Regions from separate parts of the Bos taurus genome. Here region 2 is linked to region 1. Evidence: chromatin contacts called from public Hi-C data. All regions are on one chromosome and are shown on one strand. The core of a region is the stretch at or near the end of the contact, and the rest is flanking DNA. Distances in the headings are between cores, read along the strand shown.

The links. Hi-C and Micro-C count contacts between places; a contact is called where the count stands out from the background.
Region 2: a contact with region 1 is called in a Hi-C map of skeletal muscle, with 12 times the contacts expected there. The contact joins the promoter of ZFP36L2 here to the enhancer-like site in region 1. A contact is called at or near these places in 4 of 11 Hi-C or Micro-C datasets (blastocyst, blood, skeletal muscle and 1 more).

The regions. Positions count from the first base shown.
Region 1 is chr11:25,430,249-25,437,064 of ARS-UCD2.0, reverse strand. No RefSeq gene overlaps it. Among named protein-coding and RNA genes, the nearest start is that of ZFP36L2, 77 kb to the left of the region's middle. Within about 2 kb of position 3,709, at least 53 of the 102 cell types and tissues checked have an H3K27ac peak or open chromatin away from gene starts, as enhancers often do. A contact at or near this core is called in blastocyst, blood and skeletal muscle, where this site is marked.
Region 2 is chr11:25,508,247-25,515,062 of ARS-UCD2.0, reverse strand. ZFP36L2 (ZFP36 ring finger protein like 2) reads left to right here and starts at 4,319. Exons shown (of 2, transcript NM_001191191.2): 1 at 4,319-4,670; 2 at 5,163-6,816. The coding sequence starts at 4,620. The coding sequence ends at 6,569. THADA (THADA armadillo repeat containing) reads left to right here. Exons shown (of 39, transcript XM_059891734.1): 39 at 1-701.

The DNA.
Region 1 (6,816 bases), core at 2,460-4,959:
AAGCAGGAAGGCTAACTAGGATGTGGGCACGAGTGCCATCTGCGTGTGGGTGTGGCTATGACGCACCCTTCTCTGAGTCTCCATATCTATCACCCCATCTCCACCTGTCCCCCCACCACTTTCCATCCTCCTTTCTCCTTCCACTTTGCAGACACATCTCCCAGGCTGGTTTCCAAGGGGCCTATGTGCTTCTGGCGCCCAGGGGACGCAATCTCTGTCAACGAGAGTGTGTCACTGTGGTCGTGGATGGCCTGCCTTACATGCGTGTGTGTCTGAGTGTTTGGCTATGTGTGAGGAGTACGTTGATATCTCTGGAGATATGCATCTTGGGGAGTGGGTCCTTAAGGGACTGAGTTCGTGTGTGTGAAAGTCCAGACGTGTCCTGTCTCCTCTCCCACCCACTCTCATCCTAAAAGCCCAGGTCAAGCCTCCTCCTTTCATGCTAGTTCCTGACCTCCCACTGCCCCGTCTGTCAGCATCGCACCTTGGCTAGCCCTGCTTTCTTTGGTTGTGGTCTGCCTGATTTAGAGGGGATCTGTCTTCTGGAATGTCAGTTCTCACAAACTTCAGGCAGGAGGGGCTACATGAACATCCTCGTCCCCTGGTCAACCATCAGCGTCCATCTCCTGAGATCAATTGCCCCGCCCTCCTCCTCCCAGTGGGGTGCTTGAATGGGAGAAGGGCACTGACCTCGGAAGGGTCTGGCAGCCCCAGGAGGCAGACGGGTGGTGTCAGGCTCCTTTCTCCCTATGGATGCCAGCTGACCCCCGTCCCCACCCCAGCAGCAGGATGCAACCCCACACTGCACTCTGAGTGAGCTCACAGGGCAGAGTTATGGGGGTTCTGGCACCCCTGAGACTTCTCCCCACTCTAGAAGCCTCCTGCCTAGGGCCTTCTCCCCGAGCTCAGCCATAGGCTCCTTCTAGTCTAAACCCCCTTTTTCCTCTCTGTCCCCTACTTCCCAAGACATTGGTTCCTTAGAGAGCCCTTGGCCTTTTCTGTAGGTACCACAGGGTTCTTTTTCTTTAACCCATGGACAATCAGGCCCTCACTTTGAGCAAGGCGAGCAGATGTCAGGAGGAGTGGAGCCACATCATCCACGCTCAGGCCAGCTTATCCTTCCCTCAGTCCCGACCAGACACACTTCTGCCCCAGGGCCTTTGTTCTGACTGTTTCCTTGGTCTGGAGTGTTTCCTCCCAGACCCTACTTGGCTTCCTCCTCCTTAAGCTTTTTTTTTTTCTCTTTCCAAGCTTTTGTTAAATGTCACCTTCTCAGTGGGGCCTATACAGACCATCCAACTTATCAATAATTCTGTGACCTGTGTGCATGTGGACACATACAGATGCCCTCAGAACACCCCTCTTCACATACACAGCCCGGCATTCAGACCCCCTCACACACACCCCCTCTTACCTACCTGGTACTCTTCATTGCCCCTTTTCCCCCATGGCTCCCACCAACTGCTTACATACATTATTTTATATAGCCCATCTACTGAGTCTCCCTAGCTAGCACGTTGGCCCCGTGAGGGCGGGGATCTTGGCTTTGCTCACGATGTTTCCTGAGTGCTGGGACCTGTGTCAGGCATTATAGCTGCTCCGCAGACATGTGCACTGTTGTTGTTGGGCCTGTGGCTCAGAGAGGAGCACCTGTGGGAGACAAGGCTAGGCCTCTGAGGGGCTGGGGGGCAGGGCAGCTGCTGGACCACAGGACCTGTGGTCAGAGCCGGGGGACTCTATGCCCTGCCTGCCCTCCTCCCTGGAACCACACCCCTCAGGCCAGCCCTGCACACACAAGGGGCACACCTGCACACCCTGCATCCATGGCTCCACCTCCCCCCCAGCCTGGTGCACACACCACTGACGTGGTGGCTGTGGTTACCGGGCCCCAGAGGTGCAGACTAGAGTCGGGGCATCCTGTTCTTTGTGGCTGCAGTAGCAGGTGGGGGTGGGGGACAGGTTCCCCTGCAAACAGGAGCATGCAGAGGCCCCGTCTCCTTGCATTTTTATACACACACACACATACACACATGTGCACACGCACATGTGCACACAGACACGTGGAAAGCCAGGTGGCCCCAGCAGGCTGACTGCTCTGAGACCCCAGGCATGAGAACTGTGCACCCGTCTGTAGCAGGGCCCCTTGGGTGGGGAGAGGGGGCAGAGGAAGCAGCTACGGGCTCCCTTCCCGATGCCTAAGCTCCCACCACTACTGCTCATGCCCAACACAGGGCTGGCCGACCTCGTCATCGGACCTTTCCTTTGGAGGAAGCATTGCGCTGTCTTGTCTTGTCAAAACCACAAAACCCGGTAAGAGGGGTCCCACATTCAGCCTCAGTGGGGTTATTTATCTGCAGTTGTGGGCACATGGCCAGTCCTGGGAACATACTGGTCCCTTGCTCAGAACACTGCCGTGGCTCCCCGGTGCCCACCAGGTCCAGCTCACACCCCTGATCCCAGGTCTTCCCTGCTCCAGGAAACCCCAATTCAAGGGGAGGTGAGTATGGCCTCTGCCTAGATTGAATGCCAACTCTGTGTGACCTTAGGCGAGTCACTTAACCTCCCTGTGCCCCAATTTCCTCCCTCACAGAGCTGTTGTGAGAATTATGTAGATTCATATAAGTAAAGCAATTAGTGCAGCACCTGCCGTGCAGGAAAGTTGTCCATAAATGTTAACTGTCACCGTTATTGTTTCCTTGCAGGAGGGACCTGAGGTATGGCCTCTGTTGGGGCTTGCAGCCCAGCTCTGGCCTTCTAGACTGAGCCAGAGGCGTCCGGGCCACCTGGGAACTTGTTGGAGGCTCAGAGCGTCAGGCCCCGCCTGGGGATCCTAAAGCAGCAGGTGGGCGGCAGGAGAGGCCTGCGCACCATGGCCTGCAGTCATCTGTGGGACAGGAGTCTGTCCCGCCCCCAACCCCAGCCTCAGACCAGTTCATCACCTGTGCCGTCCCTCATCTTCCTGCCTCTCAAGTCTGCTTTGCAAGGCTCCTCTCGGGACATTTAACCCTGCAGCCTCAGTTTCCTCAAGTAAGAATGAGGATAAAAATGCCCACAAGTGGGATTCACATCCAGGGAGGTCATGGATAAACAGTACATGGCCGAGGCAGAGTCAGGGCTACCCTAATTACTGCCAGCACCCCATGTCTGGCGGGTCTGTGCTAGGGTTCCTTTGGGGATGCAGGAGAGACCTGTTCATGGGGTGGGGGTCTGGGATGAACCCTAGGAGCTGAGAGGGAGCACAATGACTGGAGCTTACTCACAGCAGCCTGACGAGGGAGGAAGGAAGGGAGGGCAAGCCGAGCACACCCTGGGCCCCAGAGGAAGTTGAAAGCCGGGCCGTGGTGTGACAGTTCAAGGGCCCACACCACAGCACCCCACCCGACTCCTACCTGCTGACGTCAGTGGACTCCAGCACAGGGCCCTCCCCCAGGCTCAGGGTCTGCGAGGCAGAGTCCTGGCCTGGGGGCTCCCTCAGCTGTTCTCTGTACACAGGAGCAGCTGGCAGAGCCTCGAGCCTTTAGGTCAGCGTTACCCTCTCTGGGCTCCCTTAATGAAAGGCAACCATTTGGGCCCCTCTTAACAACACCCCATCACCTCACCTCTCCAGGTGTGGCCCTAGAGTCTACTAAGCACCTCCTATATACCTGGTGGTGACATCCACTAGCTCCTTTAATCCTTCACTAAACCCCGAGGAAGGCATTTTACAGATAAGGAAACAGGCTCAGAGAGACTAAGTAACCTGCCTGAGGTCACACAGCTTGGAGGTAGTCAAGCTGGCCTTCCAACTCAGGCCCTGTCATGAAGTTCCTCGGGCTTCGGGGTGGGTGGATTCATGCTGGAGGAGCCCTCAGAGAGGCAGGGCAACTAGGCCTCTTGTTTGTCAAGGAGGAAATGGACACCCCGCGCTGGAAGTGAGTGCCCCGGGCCATGCCACAGGCTCCTGGCAGAACAGGCAGGATTAGAGAACTTTCTTTTGGCACTGGATGCCTGGCGGGAGGGGCTCTGCCAGGAAAGTTCCTTCTTTTACTGACTCCGGGTCTCCACTCCTCAGGGAGAAGCCTTTCTGAACAGTCTTGGCAGAAGCAGAGCCGTGTCACCCTCCGTCTCCTGGCCTGGCTTTATTTTTCTTCACGGCACTCCCTGTCACTTGCAGTTTTACGTATCAGATTATTTGTTTATTATCTCCCTCTTCCTAGAATGTGAGCTCTGTGACTCGGGGAGGGCCTGTCTTGTTCCTTTGCTACAAGCTCAACAATTTTTTGTGCTATGACTGAATGAATGAAAGGAGTCAGGTGGTAAAGGGAGATGTTTACCCTCACAGGGGAAAGTTGGGTATGAAGACAAACTCGTTATGGGCAAGCTAAATAGATCATTCTAGGTGGAGCTGGGGAATGACAAGTAATTAGCAAAGGGAAGGGACCGTGCACAGCCACGCGGTCTAGCACATAGACTGTAAAGTGAACGGTGGCCCCGCCAGTTGTACAGTTCTCAACCTGTACAACCATTCATGGTGCCCCTGGGGAGGGGGAGAATCCAACAATTTAGACCCTCTCAGCAGGGCTGGGTGGAGGCAGCTGTACAGGTGCCTGCCGCTGGGGGGACAGGCTGTACCCTCCGTGAGGAAGCCACGTGGTCACGGTTAGCAGCGTGCGTCCGCTGGTGGTGTAGCCGCAGACGGTCATCCAACCAGGGGGAGCAGCTGTTCTGCTGTTAGTGATCTCTGGTGCCTGGAGTGCCCGGCGGGACCTGGTTGGGGAAATCACCCTGACACACCCCACAAACACACACCAAACGCGGTGGACAAAGATAATCACACACAGTGGGAGGGAGGGCTGTTTCCTGAACCAGGTGTGAGCTCTGGAGGCGTAGGACACTGTGTTCTGAGGCTACATCTCCATGAGGGCTCAGCGAGGAACCCAGCCAGGCCCCCTCCACCTCCCGGGCCCCACTGCCCAGGCGCAACAACCACCAGCCCGAGATGGCGGGGCTCTGTCTGTGATGAGTCACCTTGCCCACAGCGAGACTTGCTGGGAGATGTTATCAGCTCCTCTGCTTACTTAATTCCTTGGTTGACATCACCACCACCTCCGACCTCTCTTCTCGGCACTGCAGCCTGCAGCCTCTTGTGTCCTGGAAGGAGAGGTGCTGGAGGGCCCTTGCCAGAAGCTAGCGGGGCAGGTAAATCAGGACCCTCAGCTCTTTGATCTTTAGCCTCGGGTACTTGGCTGAGTTCCTTGCCACATAGGAACCTTGGTTTACCTCCCAGGAAATGCTGTCTGGAGTCAGGTCTAAGAGACCCCTTCTCACCCCTGCCCTAAGCTTATTCCCTCTCTCTTCGTTCAGATATGGGCTGAGCCCCGAGCCCCTCAGTGTGTCCTGCTGGATCCTGGGGGTGCAGCCCCGAAATCCAGCCCTCTGCTGCCTCAGGCATGTGCTCTAAGCTCTGTCTTATGCAGGCACAGCTGCCCCTGGGCCTTTGGGACGGGCCTCTGAGTTCCCAGGCCCAGGCTGGGCTGCCTCACTGACCAGTCACCCTGCCCCAGGGACTGGCTCCCTCAGACGACCCCTCGCCCACCCCACCTGGCTCCAGGCAGCCTCCAGGGAGCCGAAGCCTGTGCTTTTCATCCATAGCCCAGGATCCTCTCCTCCCCTCACCTTGTCAGTGTCCCCGAGCTGACCCAGCATGGTCAGTGGCACATGGAGGGTACCAGGGGGTCAGTAGAGTGGTGCCAGGGGCAACCAGAGGCATGCACTGTTTCATTTCAGCCTCCCCTGGTGTCCCCTCCGTGGCTAGATGGGATGAGAAGGGAGGGGTTCCGTTCCTGCTCCCCCTACCCCACTGTCCTACTCTGCCCCTCCCCACCTTCAGAAATGGACAGCAGGGCAGTGAGGCTGAGAGGCTGCCAAGAGAGGCTCAGGGTCTGGTCCCTGATGGAAGGCTGCCCAAGCCTGTCCTGCCAGGGAGGCGGTGAGGGAAAGTTGGCGGTGGGGGTTGGGGGGTGGGTAGGGAAAGGAGCCAGCCCTTTGAACTGCCCCGATCCCATCCTCTGTGGCCCCAGGAGACAGCGCCTCAAATGTCACTGCCTGGGGCCAGGGAAGGGGGATGGGGAGGTTTCTCAACACCCGCCACTTTAACTCCAGTTGTGAGACCAAAATGAATTGTTCTTAGAAGGAAAAAGAAAAAAACCAACCAAACAAAAAGACCAAAAAAACCCACTGCTGAGGTCACTCCTGTTGCCCCAGCAGCTGATGAAAAGATCCTGAGAGCAGATAACACACCTGGGCAGGGTCTGCTCCCCTCCCCCGCCCCCATTCTCCCTGTCTGCCCACTCTGCACGCCAACACCAGCTGCTGCCTTGGCTTCCCAGAACAGGGCAGAATGCTGCTCCAAGTTAGGAGGGGATGGGCCTGGAGGCCCTCCAGGAGGCCCTCCAGGAGGAGGCCTGGAGAAGCAGGCCAGGGCTCAGCCCCACCCAGCCCAGTCTTGCTGGGTCTCTGTCCCCCAACTGCCCCGCCAAGTGGGGGACTCCACTGAGGAACCAAGGACATAATAAATGTGAAAAAATGCTTGGCAGTGATCGCTAACCAGCCAATAGGCTGGGGTCCCATAGAGAAGGAAAAAGGGAGTTAGGGAGGGTTTCAGAGAAGAGGTCACTCCTGAACAATTGAAGAACATTAAGTCAGTTGGTTACATCTGCTCTTGGAATCTTTCAGGTTCCCTTTTGAGTTCTTATTAACGCTCTCAGCAACGTGCACACCTTGAGAATGACGGATACCATTGTTGAACTCAGCCTGTGGTCTGCTCAGACCCCTGGA
Region 2 (6,816 bases), core at 3,070-5,569, 77 kb before region 1:
GTCAACAGGGAAGTGTTCAACAGAAACTCCAGCATCTTCTCCCCTTCACACCGCGCCTCGTCCCCCAACCTCCCTTTGGTGAATCTAGTCTTCTGTCCCACAGAGGATTTTTTCTTAGGTTCATTCATTCAAGGCTGCCTCGTTTATTGCAGCTACTGTAGGAAGTGAGGCTACCACAGTGAATATTGACTCTGTTCCCAGGTGCAGGCCACCTGCAGGCCTGAATTAACCTTTCTCATCCCCCAGGACCTCCAATGTCCAACCAGAGCCAGCCTGCATTTTTCTCTGAATTGACTACACAGAATTGGGTTTTAACATATGATTTCCCCCCCACCCATTTTTGGCTGGTTGTAAGAGTTGGATTAGTTAGCAAACAGCCCACTTGGTCCAAATTTCAAATTTTATTCCATTTTAGTGAAGTAAGAAATATGTTCCAAATGTTGGATCCTGGGAGAATTAAGCATTAACTTCTTACAAATAAGTTTTTTACTGTCTGCATGTTTAAGCCTTCAGTGACCTACACATGCCATCCTCATTATTAAAAGAGCCATTACAAGCTCCTACCCCTTGACCCCCAATAAAAAGTATTTGTGCCATTGTTAAGAAATCATATTCTACCACCCACTGAAACCATAGCCTCTTGGCTGTTAGAAGGAACCTGGGGAAAGGGGAGTCAGAATAAATGACTTATTTGATGTCTACACTGTTTACTATCATTTTCTTGGTTGCAGTAACAAAAAGATTCTTACTTAGTATCACAGAAAACATTTATCCATTTTAGTGATTTAATCTACAAACCTCAGGATTTTCTGCTTTTCTAAATCCAGCCCTCCCCACTTCCTCAGACACCCAGCAGGTGTCGCTATTGCATACGTTTTGCTGCTGATTTTGTTTTTCGCTGCCGCTGCTAAGTCGCTTCAGTCGTGTCCGACTCTGTGCGACCCCATAGACAGCAGCCCACCAGGCTCCCCCGTCCCTGGGATTCTCCAGGCAAGAACACTGGAGTGGGTTGCCATTTCCTTCTCCAATGCGTGAAAGTGAAGACGCTCAGGCGTGTCCGACTAGTAGCGACCCCATGGACTGCAGCCTTCCAGGCTCTTCCATCCATGGGATTTTCCAGGCAAGAGTACTGGAGTGGGGTGCCATTGCCTTCTCCTGGCTTACCGTTTTTAATTTGTAATTTCAGAGTGTCACTCAAAGACAGTTATCTTGAAACTCATAGCTTGGATAGGTCATAACCTCATCCACGTCCACTTCATCCTAGTTATCTGAAGAAACCATTTCAGTAATTGAATGTACACTTGGTTCAGCTTTTAGAGTCTAAATATTTTAAAATACTTCACAGGTGAGCAACCAGTTATAATTATTTTATTGATGTTTGAGGGTTTGATCAGGCAGTTTAGAGGGAAGAGGGTTTGATATGATCATTTCCTACTGCAGAAAGATTTATATTTCAAATATAATTTGTTTCTCTTTGAAAGAAAACCACCTAACACTAAATAAATAGAGCCTACTAGTAAAGAGCTGTAGGAAGAGGCATGGAAAGAAGTTAATTTAGTGTCCAAAGTTTTGTCCTAAAAAGAACAGGAAATTCCCTGGTGGTTTTGCACTATTCAGCTCAAAATGTGTTTGTTGTGATCCTGAATTAATTACCTGGTTAGGCATCTGTGTATCCCACACTTGATGGAAAGTTGCCAGCTTAACATTTCTTTTTGTTCTGAGAAGACACGGCTGGTGAGAAGTCAGGTAATTGTTGGTACAACATAATGATAACCATGGTAGAATAATTATGAAACTGGCTCTAATAAACAGCTCACTGGAAAAGGCCAGCATACCCTTTTTCTCCATTTAAAATGAAATAAAAGCAGTTCTATAATAATAAAAATATTTTTACCAGCAGGTACTCTGTACCAAAGCATGTACCATAGCATGTTTGCATACAAGCCCCAAAGTCTTCTACCCAACTCGCAAAGTGGGTGTTCTCATAGGTGTTGACTGGGACTTACCCCAGATTTTGATCTTGGCTGGCTGTCACCAGCTTGGGAGTACAGGAGAGGCACATGTTTCCACTGGTTTTTGTATGTGAAATCTCGTCACTGACCCTCAATAGCAGGGGTGGTGGCCTGGGAAATGGCTGTTTCGCACTTTGCTGATGCATTCCCAGGGCAATTCAGAATACCCCACTGTCAGAGCCATCCTCAAACTCTTTGCGTTTGGGTTCATTTCAATAAGGAACAAAAACAGGGTCAGGGTTCTTGGGTATTCTAGGCTACAAGTGTCCGCCACGAATGCCCAGCCTTGTCTAACGATCAGTGTAGGCTGGGTGGTGAGACTAGTCACTTCTTCTGAGGTCACTGCCCTTGGCTCCAAGCTGGAGGGTCCGAGATCTGGTGCCCTCTCAGCTCTACATTCACCATTCTGTGGACCTTCACCCATCTAGCCTTGATCCGGAGGTCTGACTTGCTCCATTTTTTTGCTTTGTCAATTTAATAAGATGGAATACACTTGTTTATCTTTTAAACACCATAACAGATAACTCATTTGCATTGGCACCTTGACAAAAGGTGATATATTAGTAAAGCAGGAATTATGTTAGTTTTACAAGGAAACCCAGGTGCCCAAGTGATTATGTGATTTGTCTAAAACCATGTGGTTTATAAGGGAAGGAGTCTGAACTCCAGCCCTATGTTTCTGATCCTGAAGTCCTTGCAGCCCTGCCCTGGCTCAAGCACCCTGGATGGGTGGAGAGTCCAGCAGTTGGCTCTGCATGCAAGCTGAACTTGAAGGAGTTGGTTTCCTGAGAGACAGGCCTAGTTCATTCCTTCCCAGGGTATTGAGAGAGGGAGTGAGTGCAGCGGAATGTAAATAAGCACAAGGATACACAGCCAGAAATAAGATCAACTGGGCAAGGGGGCGTGGGTCGCGGGAGCTTCTTTCCCTGGCAGGTACTGGACCTTCCAATTTAGGCCCAGTAACAGCCTAGGCTGCCAGGTGTGCGAAATCATGGGCCGGATTCCAGCCTTTCAGAGGCAGCGTCTGCGGAGAAGTGTCCTGGACCGGACCCCAGATCTGACAGCGGCTTAAGCCTCACTGGGTGCTGGGGCGGGGTGGTGTCTGCCTCGCACCCAGAGGGCACCGGCTGGCAAAATCTTATATCAATGCAGGCTTCTGGGGTGTGGGACTGGCAAGAGAAGGTAAGGAGAGCCCACTAGGGGAATCATCGGTGCCCAGCCTTGCCTGGCTGAAAGTCGGCCTCAGCGGGAGCTCGCAACCCAGGACGAGCTAAGGAAGGGCGCGGCGCCCTGAACGGCTAGGGAGGGTCTAGGAAGGCGCGCCAGGCCAAGGCTGCCGCGGACGGGAGCCTCGGCTGGCAGCTGTACCTCGACCCCCAGGAAGACTGGGGAAAGCCGGACAGACCAGCAGACGGACAAGGCGGCGGGAAGTGGCCTCCATGCCTGCGCGGCTCTCCCGGCCTTTCCTCCCGTCCTCCCAGCCGGCTCTCCCGCCCGGGACGCCCCGCGCCACTCTGCGACTTTGGCCCTGGCTCAAGGTCTTGTGATGTGATTAGCAAAGCCAGCGCCTTGTCCTCAGACACTCAGCCCTGCCCGGCAGGCCTCGGCATTCAAGCCCTGTTTACTGCAGTCTGGGCGGGAAGAGGGGCGGAGAAACGGGCCCAGGCTCCTCCGGGAGAGACTGCCCAGGCGGCCGCCCGCGTGGCCGCTCCCGCCCCCACCCCCACCGCATCTCCACGTGCAGTCGGGACGCAGCCACCACCCATTAAACTAGGGCCCAAAGTCCCCGCCCCCCCGGCCAGAGGACCCTTTGCAAAGCAGCCGGGCCACGCGGACGGTTGCAATATTCTTGCACTTTGCAATTCCCGCGCCCAGTATAAAAGAGTGGGAGATAAAAGCTCCGAAATTTCGCCTAGCAGGATCGGGCGGGGAAAGACACGTTCAGGGCTGCAGAAACCCAACCACGTTAGACGTGCTGGGGATTTCCGACAGAACAGCCCCAGAGGAAGGGAGCCGTATCTTCCCGCCACCAACCAGCAGCACCCATCTGGGCCGAGATCTCCACGCCGCCCCGGGCGCCCAAGGCGGCCAGCCCCGCCCCGAGGCCTCTCCGTCCCCTCCCCCAGAGGAAAAAAATTGGCGGCGGCCAATGGGAGGCCAGGAAGGCTCCTGACGTCCGCCAGCGGGCGGGCGGCGTTGCCTGGAGACCCCGGCGGGGTCAGCGTTCTGTCCCCTCCCCTGGCACGCCCGCCCCGGAGCGGCCGCGCTCCGGGGGCTCTATATAGGGCGCGCGCTCGCGGGCCGCTGAGTTCCACCAGTCCGCGAGCTGCCGTCGGCTCCGCGCGGGGGGGGCGGGCCGGGCACCCCGGGGCGCGGAGGTGCGCTCTAGCTTAATTCTTCTTTCCCCCCAACTCCGCACTCCCGGGCACCCTCAAACCCAGTCCACGCTGCTGCCCCCGCTCCCTCTTTTCTCGGCCCCCAGCAAACTTTCGGTCCCTTCCTCGCCCCTCGCCCGTTACTCGTCGTGGCTCGGGCCCGGCCGCGCCGCCCCGAGGGCTCCTCCGGATCTCCCAGTTTCCAGCTCCGACCATTAGAGGATCCAGAAACATGTCGACCACACTTCTGTCCGCCTTCTACGATATCGACTTCTTGTGCAAGGTACGCGGGTGAGCAGGGAGCCCTTCGAGTTCTCAGGCTTGGCCTTCTGTCCTCGGCTTTGGGGGTTCTCTTCCCGCTCTGACTTTTTTAGATTGGGGAAAAATCCCAGAGTTTGCACTGTTGCTCGAGCCTTGTGGGCGGGGAGAAGGAGCAGCTGGGAGGAAAGGCAGAAGGGAGTCGCTGTAGCTGTTAGTTTCTCCGCAGCTGACCACAGCCACGCTGCCCGGGGCTTCCCGGACGGGATTTGCGCCGCCCAGGCCTGCGGCCCACGGCTGAGGATCACATGTCGCGCCGCAGGGCGGCCTAGGGTGGGAGAGTCCGGCTCCTCCCAGTGCGAACTTGATTCTTGTGCGCGTTTAAGGGTGGAAGTTGGGCCGAATCGAGATCCGAAAAAGAAAAAGAATCGGAGGGCTGGTAGTGGCTACTCCGCAACTCGCCCCAACTCTTCCCTCCTCCCTTTTCATCTCTTCCCCGCTCCCCTCCTCTTGGCAGACGGAGAAATCCCTGGCCAACCTCAATCTGAACAACATGCTGGACAAGAAGGCGGTGGGGACACCCGTGGCCACCGCCCCCAGCTCGGGCTTCACGCCGGGCTTCCTCCGACGGCACTCGGCCAGCAACCTGCACGCGCTCGCCCACCCCGCGCCTAGCCCCGGCAGCTGCTCGCCCAAGTTCCCGGGCGCGGCTAACGGTAGCGCGGCGGCCGGCGGCTCGGCCTCCTACGGCACCCTCAAGGAGCCGTCGGGGGGCGGCGGCACCGCCCTGCTGAACAAGGAGAACAAATTCCGGGACCGCTCGTTCAGCGAGAACGGGGAGCGCAGCCAGCACCTCCTGCACCTGCAGCAACAGCAGAAGGGGGGCGGCGGCTCCCAGATCAATTCGACGCGCTACAAAACTGAGCTGTGCCGGCCCTTCGAGGAGAGTGGCACCTGCAAGTACGGCGAGAAGTGCCAGTTCGCACACGGCTTCCACGAGCTGCGCAGCCTGACGCGGCACCCCAAGTACAAGACCGAGCTGTGCCGCACCTTCCACACCATCGGCTTCTGCCCCTACGGGCCGCGCTGCCACTTCATCCACAACGCTGATGAGCGGCGACCCGCGCCGTCCGGGGGCGCCTCCGGGGACTTGCGCACCTTCAGCGCCCGCGATGCGCTGCACCTAGGCTTCCCGCGGGAACCGCGGCCCAAGCTGCACCATAGCCTCAGCTTCTCGGGCTTCCCGTCGGGCCACCACCAGCCCCCTGGGGGCCTAGAGTCGCCCCTGCTTCTCGACAGCCCCACGTCGCGCACGCCGCCGCCACCCTCCTGCTCCTCGGCCTCGTCTTGCTCGTCGTCCGCTTCGTCCTGCTCCTCGGCCTCGGCAGCCTCCACGCCCTCCGGCGCCCCTACGTGCTGCGCGGCCGCGGCGGCGGCCGCGCTGCTGTACGGCACCGGGGGCGCCGAGGACTTGCTCGCACCCGGCGCACCCTGCGCCACCTGCTCGTCGGCCTCGTGCGCCAACAACGCCTTCGCCTTCGGCCCGGAGCTGAGCAGCCTCATCACGCCGCTGGCCATCCAGACCCACAACTTCGCCGCCGTGGCTGCTGCCGCCTACTATCGCAGCCAACAGCAGCAGCAGGGCCTGGTGCCCCCCGCGCAGCCCCCGGCGCCGCCCAGCGCGCCCCTCCCTGCCAGCGCCGCCGCGCCGCCCTCGCCGCCCTTCAGCTTCCAGTTGCCACGCCGCCTGTCCGAGTCGCCGGTGTTCGACGCGCCCCCTAGCCCCCCAGACTCGCTGTCGGACCGCGACAGCTACTTGAGCGGCTCCCTGAGCTCGGGCAGCCTCAGCGGCTCTGAGTCCCCCGGCCTTGACCCAGGTCGCCGCCTACCCATCTTCAGCCGCCTCTCCATCTCCGACGACTGAGGCAAGAGGGCGCCAGTGAGGAGGAGGAAGGGAAGGCCGTTCTGGGGGTGTTGGAGGGTGCCCCTGCTTAGGGGCAGGGGGCCACGGGAGTGTGGGGGGTGACATCGGCCACAAGCAGACTGCAGGCTGTGCCGAGCACTTGGACTCGAACTTGAGTGCCGGGAGGGGCCCCCACCCCTCCCCTTTCGGTTCCCTCTTCGTTTTTTGTTTTTTTATTATTATTATTATTTTTATTATTATTACGAAG